Linked DNA regions of Xenopus tropicalis: region 1 is linked to region 2. A link is a contact called in public Hi-C data. All regions are on one chromosome and are shown on one strand. The core of a region is the stretch at or near the end of the contact, and the rest is flanking DNA. Distances in the headings are between cores, read along the strand shown.

What was found. A called contact is a pair of places that touch in the nucleus more often than the background predicts.
Region 1: a Hi-C map of brain shows a contact between it and region 2, with 2.6 times the contacts expected there. The contact joins two enhancer-like sites. A contact is called at or near these places in 2 of 5 Hi-C or Micro-C datasets (brain and gastrula embryo).

Annotation. Positions count from the first base shown.
Region 1 is chr1:78,255,980-78,259,401 of UCB_Xtro_10.0, forward strand. The region is part of intron 1 of ccser1 (serine-rich coiled-coil domain-containing protein 1); the gene reads right to left. Among named protein-coding and RNA genes, the nearest start is that of ccser1, 4.5 kb to the right of the region's middle. Within about 2 kb of position 1,557, at least 3 of the 11 cell types and tissues checked have an H3K27ac peak or open chromatin away from gene starts, as enhancers often do.
Region 2 is chr1:78,175,484-78,178,715 of UCB_Xtro_10.0, forward strand. All of the region lies in intron 1 of ccser1 (serine-rich coiled-coil domain-containing protein 1), which reads right to left. Among named protein-coding and RNA genes, the nearest start is that of ccser1, 85 kb to the right of the region's middle. Within about 2 kb of position 1,623, at least 1 of the 11 cell types and tissues checked has an H3K27ac peak or open chromatin away from gene starts, as enhancers often do.

The DNA of each region.
Region 1 (3,422 bases), core at 307-2,806, 80 kb after region 2:
GAATACATACATACATACATACATTAAAGGAGAGGGAAAGGTAAAAACTAAGTAAGCTTTATCAGAAAGGTCTATGTAAATACAGCTATAAGCACTTACAGAAAAGCTGTACTGAGTCCTCTATCAAAAGAAAAACAGGATTTCTTGTTACCTTTTTTGTAAACATGTACTTAGGGTATCTGACTTCATCTCTCAGAAAAATCCTTCATTCCCGGGGCCAGAGTCTGTGCAGTCTGTGCAGTTCTCTCCTCTCTTCCTTCTCCTGCTCCCCACTCCCATAAGAATTCATAAGAGCTCACTCCCCCTCCCATCAGAATGTGTGAGCTACCAACGGATAGAGCTGTAGCAAGAAACTACGGAGACCAAGCTAAATTGTCTGCTGCTATCTTAAACAAACGGATGGAGCTTGTAGGGCTTTCGGCAGAATAAATATAGCGTTCTAGGTGGCACTAATGTGGCTAATCTATTGGCAGTAAAATGCCAAAATTACTTTCCTTCTCCCTAAGCATAAAATAGTATATTTCATATACTGCACCTGCCCAAAGGTTCAGCATGCTTTTAACAGTAATGATCTAGGCTAGGCCTTAAAAGGTAATAAAAAATAAAGGATTTCCTGTCATATAAGCTGATTCTAGAGAGATGATTATTAAATTACCATGCTAATTGTGCTGGTTCATAGGTGCCATATAACAAGCATCTTAATTAATTACTAATCAACTTTGTATTGTGACATTGATATACTATATGTAAAGTATATTATGAGTCGGTCCCTATGCTCAGGTGAGTGACAGCAGCACAGAGCATGTGCAGTGCATCAGCAGAAATGAAGAATGGTACAGAAGCCCAATACATAATGCATAGCATTTCTGCAATACTTCTTTGTTAAGATTTAAACAAACACTAATATAGAAAAAAGAGATTTTGATTTGCTGCTGAGATCATGTGGAAATATGTGTTACATATTCCCATCCAATATGGCCTATGGAGTACAGTTATTTAAATAAAATAACTTTAATAACAACATTTTATAAAAAATGAATAAATGTTATATGTTATGCCAAAAGAAGTGTGAAACTAGGCCAAAGTTGCATTACTGACTTAAACTGTAGTTGACAGTAGCTGAGGTAAACAGTTCTACCAGTTTCTGTAAAAACTAATTTTATTAGGATAGAAAAAGTGTGGGTGGGCACATTCAGCCTTTGGTAAATCATTATATTAGATAAACAATGTATAAAGCTTTGAATTAAATATCTGACAGTTTACTCTATGAGATGTCAATTTAATTACAATTAATTTCCACTATACACTACCTTTGTACACATTAAGCACTCATTTACAGAATAACACCAAACAATATAAACGGTACAAATCAAACATCATCTAGCTACCAGTCAATATAAATCTCAAAGCATTCAAGCCAGCAATAGCTTTGGAGAAGGGCAGCACACAGTTTTAAGTATATAAGTAGTTTTCCAGTCCCAAGAGAGGAGAAAGAGCAATCCAGCATCCTGTTCCTATTTGCCTGAGTGGCAAGCACTTCACATACACTGCTCTGTAAGGAATTCCTTTAGCACACAACATCAAGCACTGCCCGGTGTTACTCAGATCTGTCTGTTACATGGAAAGTAAAACCTTGCAAGGCTGCGCTCAGACCTTCAAGCTTTAACAACCTTTGATATCTAACAAACAGGTCCCTCTTCATAATAATTATATCAACAAACTCCTGAAACTCCTTACGGAATTTCTCTACACAACATGCAGTGGCGTAACAAAACTTAGCATTATCTATAACAGAGCTGTACAGCCAGAGTTCTGTCAGCCAGGGGTAACCCTACAACATATTTTAATAGCACTAAGACTGCGCAAAAGCTCTGACCACATTGAAAGACATGATAATTTTATAATAACCTCATCTCCAAACATGAAGTATAAAGAATACCTGCAGAGCACTTATCTATAAGGTGTACCAAAATTTAAATCATAAACTCTATGAGGCAGGGACTGCTGTTGCTAAAATATTTTATGTACAGATCTGAATGAGATTTGAGATGGGACTCTATATAAAAGAAGCAATTGCATATCTTCTTTATATGTCAAAGATGTTGTGTTTTTGCAAGCACGTGTTTCTTCTTATTGTTACAAAAATGTGGGCTTGGTACAAAGGCAACCTGGATTTGAAAACATGTTTTAAATGACTGTTGTGAAAGTTTAAATAACAATGTCATAGAAAGTCATAGAAAGTCCAGGGCTGTGAATGTGAAGCCCAAACACTGGCCCCGCAAGCATTTTAGTTTGAGCTTTGGTGACAAACTGGGATTATATTTAAATACATTTTAATAGAAGGTTTGGTTTATGTACAGGCCCTTTTTATAAAAGTAAGTAAAGCCTGATTCTACCCTACTAAGTGGTAATATTTCACCAACTTCATCATATTGTGGATATAAAAAGATAGATGATAGATAACCACTATAAAAAGATTCTCCCTGGCACTCAATAAACATGAAAAGTAATACATAACCTTAAAATATAGGAACACCACAGGGGCAACATGATGAAAAGGAGAAGAGCCGCAGCCGAATGATCTTTTTTCTGACAATGTGTCCTTTCTTTGTTGCAGTAGTGGAGTCCATCTGTATAACAGACAGGTCCCTAGGTGATATGTCTGCTGCCCTTGCTTTTTATTGGAGGAGTTAAAATCAGCCAATGGAGAAATATTGAGGTACATTTAGAACAAAGCTTTTGCATAGACTAGATCTATAATGTTATGAATTTAGGTACATTACCAAATTGTAGCTCCCTCTACTGTATCTACACATGCAGCCCCAGCTTCTCTGTACTATTGGCTTCATTTTATATGCCAATCAGAATCCAGCCTATGTGTGCTGTTTGTTTTATATAAGTGGATTTGTCCCTTTTTATTCCAAACATGAATATGAAGCATTTTCTAAACAATGACATGGCTGTGCCATTTCAGTATGTAACCATAATCTGCATTACAAACTGCATTAGACATAAGGAGAGAAGAGCTGCTTCCTTTAAGGCAGGCAACGGTCAAGCATATAGTAATGTGTAAATTCAGCAAAATAAAACACTTTCGGTGTGAAGTTATAGTTATTTACAATAATATTTTGGTTACTATAAAGTAATGTTGACTGGAACAGATTTGAAAGTCCTTGCTCTAGAAAAAGGCTGAAACTAAGGTTAGGCAAAAAAGGCACATGCCTAGGGCACAACAGTGGGGTGATGCTATCTCTTTTATTGGCTATCCCTAGTCCGATCCCTTGTCCCTCCACCACCTGCACATTGTTTACCTTCCCAACCTGTCCATTCTCACATGGGGGGAAGGGGATGTGGCCAGACTGGTTTTGTAGGGTGCTTGGCCCTCAAAAAGCATTGAACTTTGGGGCCAAGTAACTCATTTA
Region 2 (3,232 bases), core at 373-2,872:
TCTAATTGCTAATTGCTTGCTATAGGCAACATCACCAGTGATGTTTGTCTCCAATGTTAATAAATACGCCCCTTTAGAATGTTAAAGGAAAAGTAACACTAAATTTTTTTAAGTAAAAAAGCTATTCTACCCTGCACCAATAACTGTCCTATCCAGCAAACCACTTAGTATTTTAAATGCTTTAATAGAAAATACCTGCTAAAACTTGGCTTCCTGTCAATTACTACAGCGATACGGCGAAGGCTCGATCAATCGATTGTCGCACAGTGGATGCAGCTCCTTCCTTCGCCTTATTGCCGTAGTCCAATTGACAGGAAGCCAAGTTTTACCAGGTATTTTCTATTAAAGCATTTAAAATACTAAGTGGTTTGCAGGATAGGGCAGTTATTGGTGCAGGGTAGAATAGCTTTTTTACTTAAAAAAATTTAGTGTGGCATGTAAGCTTACATATATTGTCCAAAGTGTGGTGCTAACACCACATTTTTTGTAAAAATAAATTCTAAAAGCAATGCGCAATCTTTACCCTTTTTACACATTTTAGAAACAATAGAAGAAATCTTATTAGTTTGATTATTAAGGCTGCCGGTCTGATTTTATCTGTGCTTAGTACTATTTGCAAGAAATGCAATATAATTTTCCATTGTTGCAGACTTGACGTGAAGTCCAAGTCCAAGACAAAGTCCAAATTTAATTTGTTATATATTGGTGCACACCGGGAATAATTTAAAAAGTAACTTTTATTAGTTAAGTAAAATGAATACATGGTAGAACAGGTCGACGTTTCGGCCCTCATCTAAGGCCTTTATCAATATATATATATATACATATATATATATATATATATAGTAGATATAACAGCAGGCAAGCCAGACAGTCACTGTTCAGCAAGTTCACAAAGCTAAATCAGAGTCATAACTGATGAGTCTCTTTTTAGTTCTATTGACCCTAAGAGCAACAGATTTCCAATGAGGAAAAAAATCCTTGATCCCAATGACAAGCCACATGAAAGCAAATGCTACAGAAACCACATCATTAACTGCAAAAAAGCAAATCAACCAGTGAACACCTACAAAAGTATTTATTGGCTGCATTTATAGTATAAGGGACATGCTTTAAGCAAAATAAAAATAATAACCAATAGCCATTATACAACCCCAATAATATTTTACCATTACTATTAATCCCTGTCTGTCCCAATTTTTCCTGTAGTGCATCTTAATTTCCAGAAAGCCAGACAAATGAATGTAAGTCACCACAGACTCAGCATTCTGTTTAATTATTCAATGAATTTCACTGTTTCTGTGAAAAAGACATACATTTTACATATGCCTGATGGATTTAAGGTCCTTGTATTGCTGACAGCACAGAAAAAGAAATGAGTGACACATGAAACCTTGTATGAATGCCACTCATGATTTATTCTAATAGCATGACAATAGGTATGCCTACATCAGAGTATTGCATCTGACTGCATATTTCTTCCTGGTTATTGAAAAACACATAACAAACTCTGTCTATTACAGCTCACTCCTGGATAATGAAAAATGCATATTCCAGATGAAGGTGAGATCCAGGAGTAAATGCAGCCTACTATCATTTATTCCCCCCAAAAAATCCCTGTTTATGACTCTCTTTGTTTCAGCACAGGCTGCCAACAATATATGTTTATAGAGTCTCTCCCTCCTCAGAGATCAGCATAATAGTATATGTTTCAAAGCTGGAAAAATCAGCTTATTGTTAGCCTTTTTTTTTTTAGCCAAATTTTACCCTTCCCCCACCTTGTATTTAAAACTTGCCATTGGTGCATCAGCATTTCCAGGCTATCTTGAGTAGCCAGAAATTTGTTAGCAATAAATACTAAAAAATAAGGCTCATTTCAGGGCTTTTTTATATATTGCTTTGGGAATTTAAGAGTCATATTTACCTATTGTAAATGAGCAACTGCAGGCGAGTGCACTTGTGCCTGTAAGATTGGAAGGTGCAAGAAGGTCAAGGTGCAAGATGAAACATTGTCAAATGCAAGTCTCTAGGGAACCAGTATGTAATGCATGCTTATAGCAAGTATTTAATGCAGGTTCCCAAGTATCTAGTGCTCCTCCACTCTCCAGCTTATGCATATAAAAAGACATGCAAAATAGAGGGAGTTTCAGTGGTCTTTATTGATGTTTAAAAGTGTTTAATTAGCCTCAAGGCTTGGTGCTCCAAATTGCTGAGAGCCCAATTAAGCCTTAAAAGAATTCATATTAAGCTTTTAAGAAAGTTATGTTGGTGAAATGCACAACAGGGTGTGATTCAGCTATGCCTTTTGGATTGTGAGACCCGCTTAAATTGTACTGTGTGGTAAATTGCCTTGAGATACTAAATAGTATGGCTATTGCTTTATATTCTAAACACGATTTGGTGGATTAGGTTAAGTTCAATGTACCAATATGTTTAAGAATACTCAATTATTGTCATGGATTTCTATAGGGGAATCTTTTGATTCCCTGAGTGCCCTGGAACTCACCTCACCTATATAGCTGTTTTTACATGTGTCGTTCAGATTTTCTCTACATGTGTATTTTAAACTTTTGCAGTAATATAGTGTTTATTTAATACCTGTACCTCTGGAGACAACATTCTTTGGGATCCATTATTTTTCTGTTACAGATCCCATACCCCTTTTGTCCCAGTCTAAGGTTAGACAGTGCCAAACTGAGTACCGCCAAAAAGGGCAAGCAAGTATTTAACCAGAATTACCAGGTGCCAGGGACAGATTAAATTTACAGTGACAGGTGACTAATTTCCAACACTATATTTATTATATTATTATTGTAATAGTATTGTTGGCTATGCATATTATATCACGGATGCCCATTTTGGGCAATTGTTTCCAAGATGTGAATTATATTTACCAAAACTAATTTACACAAAGGATTTTGGCTGTCACCTTTGAGGGTGGTGACCTATAAAATGATGTAATTCTAAAATCTAATATTTATATGCAATTTAATGCATATTTATAAGCAATTCATCTATTATATTAGTATTGCTAACCTGCAGCTAACATATAACTTAACACGTTCTACATACCACCCTGTTTACACAAACAATGGGATAGGCATACTAGGTGGCACACTGGGTGTTTAAATACAGTATCAGTAGGTGTTTTCTTATCACACACTTTGACCCACTGCCTTCCATTAGGTTTTATCATTACGCTAATAGCTTTTCCATACACTACCTTCCCTAA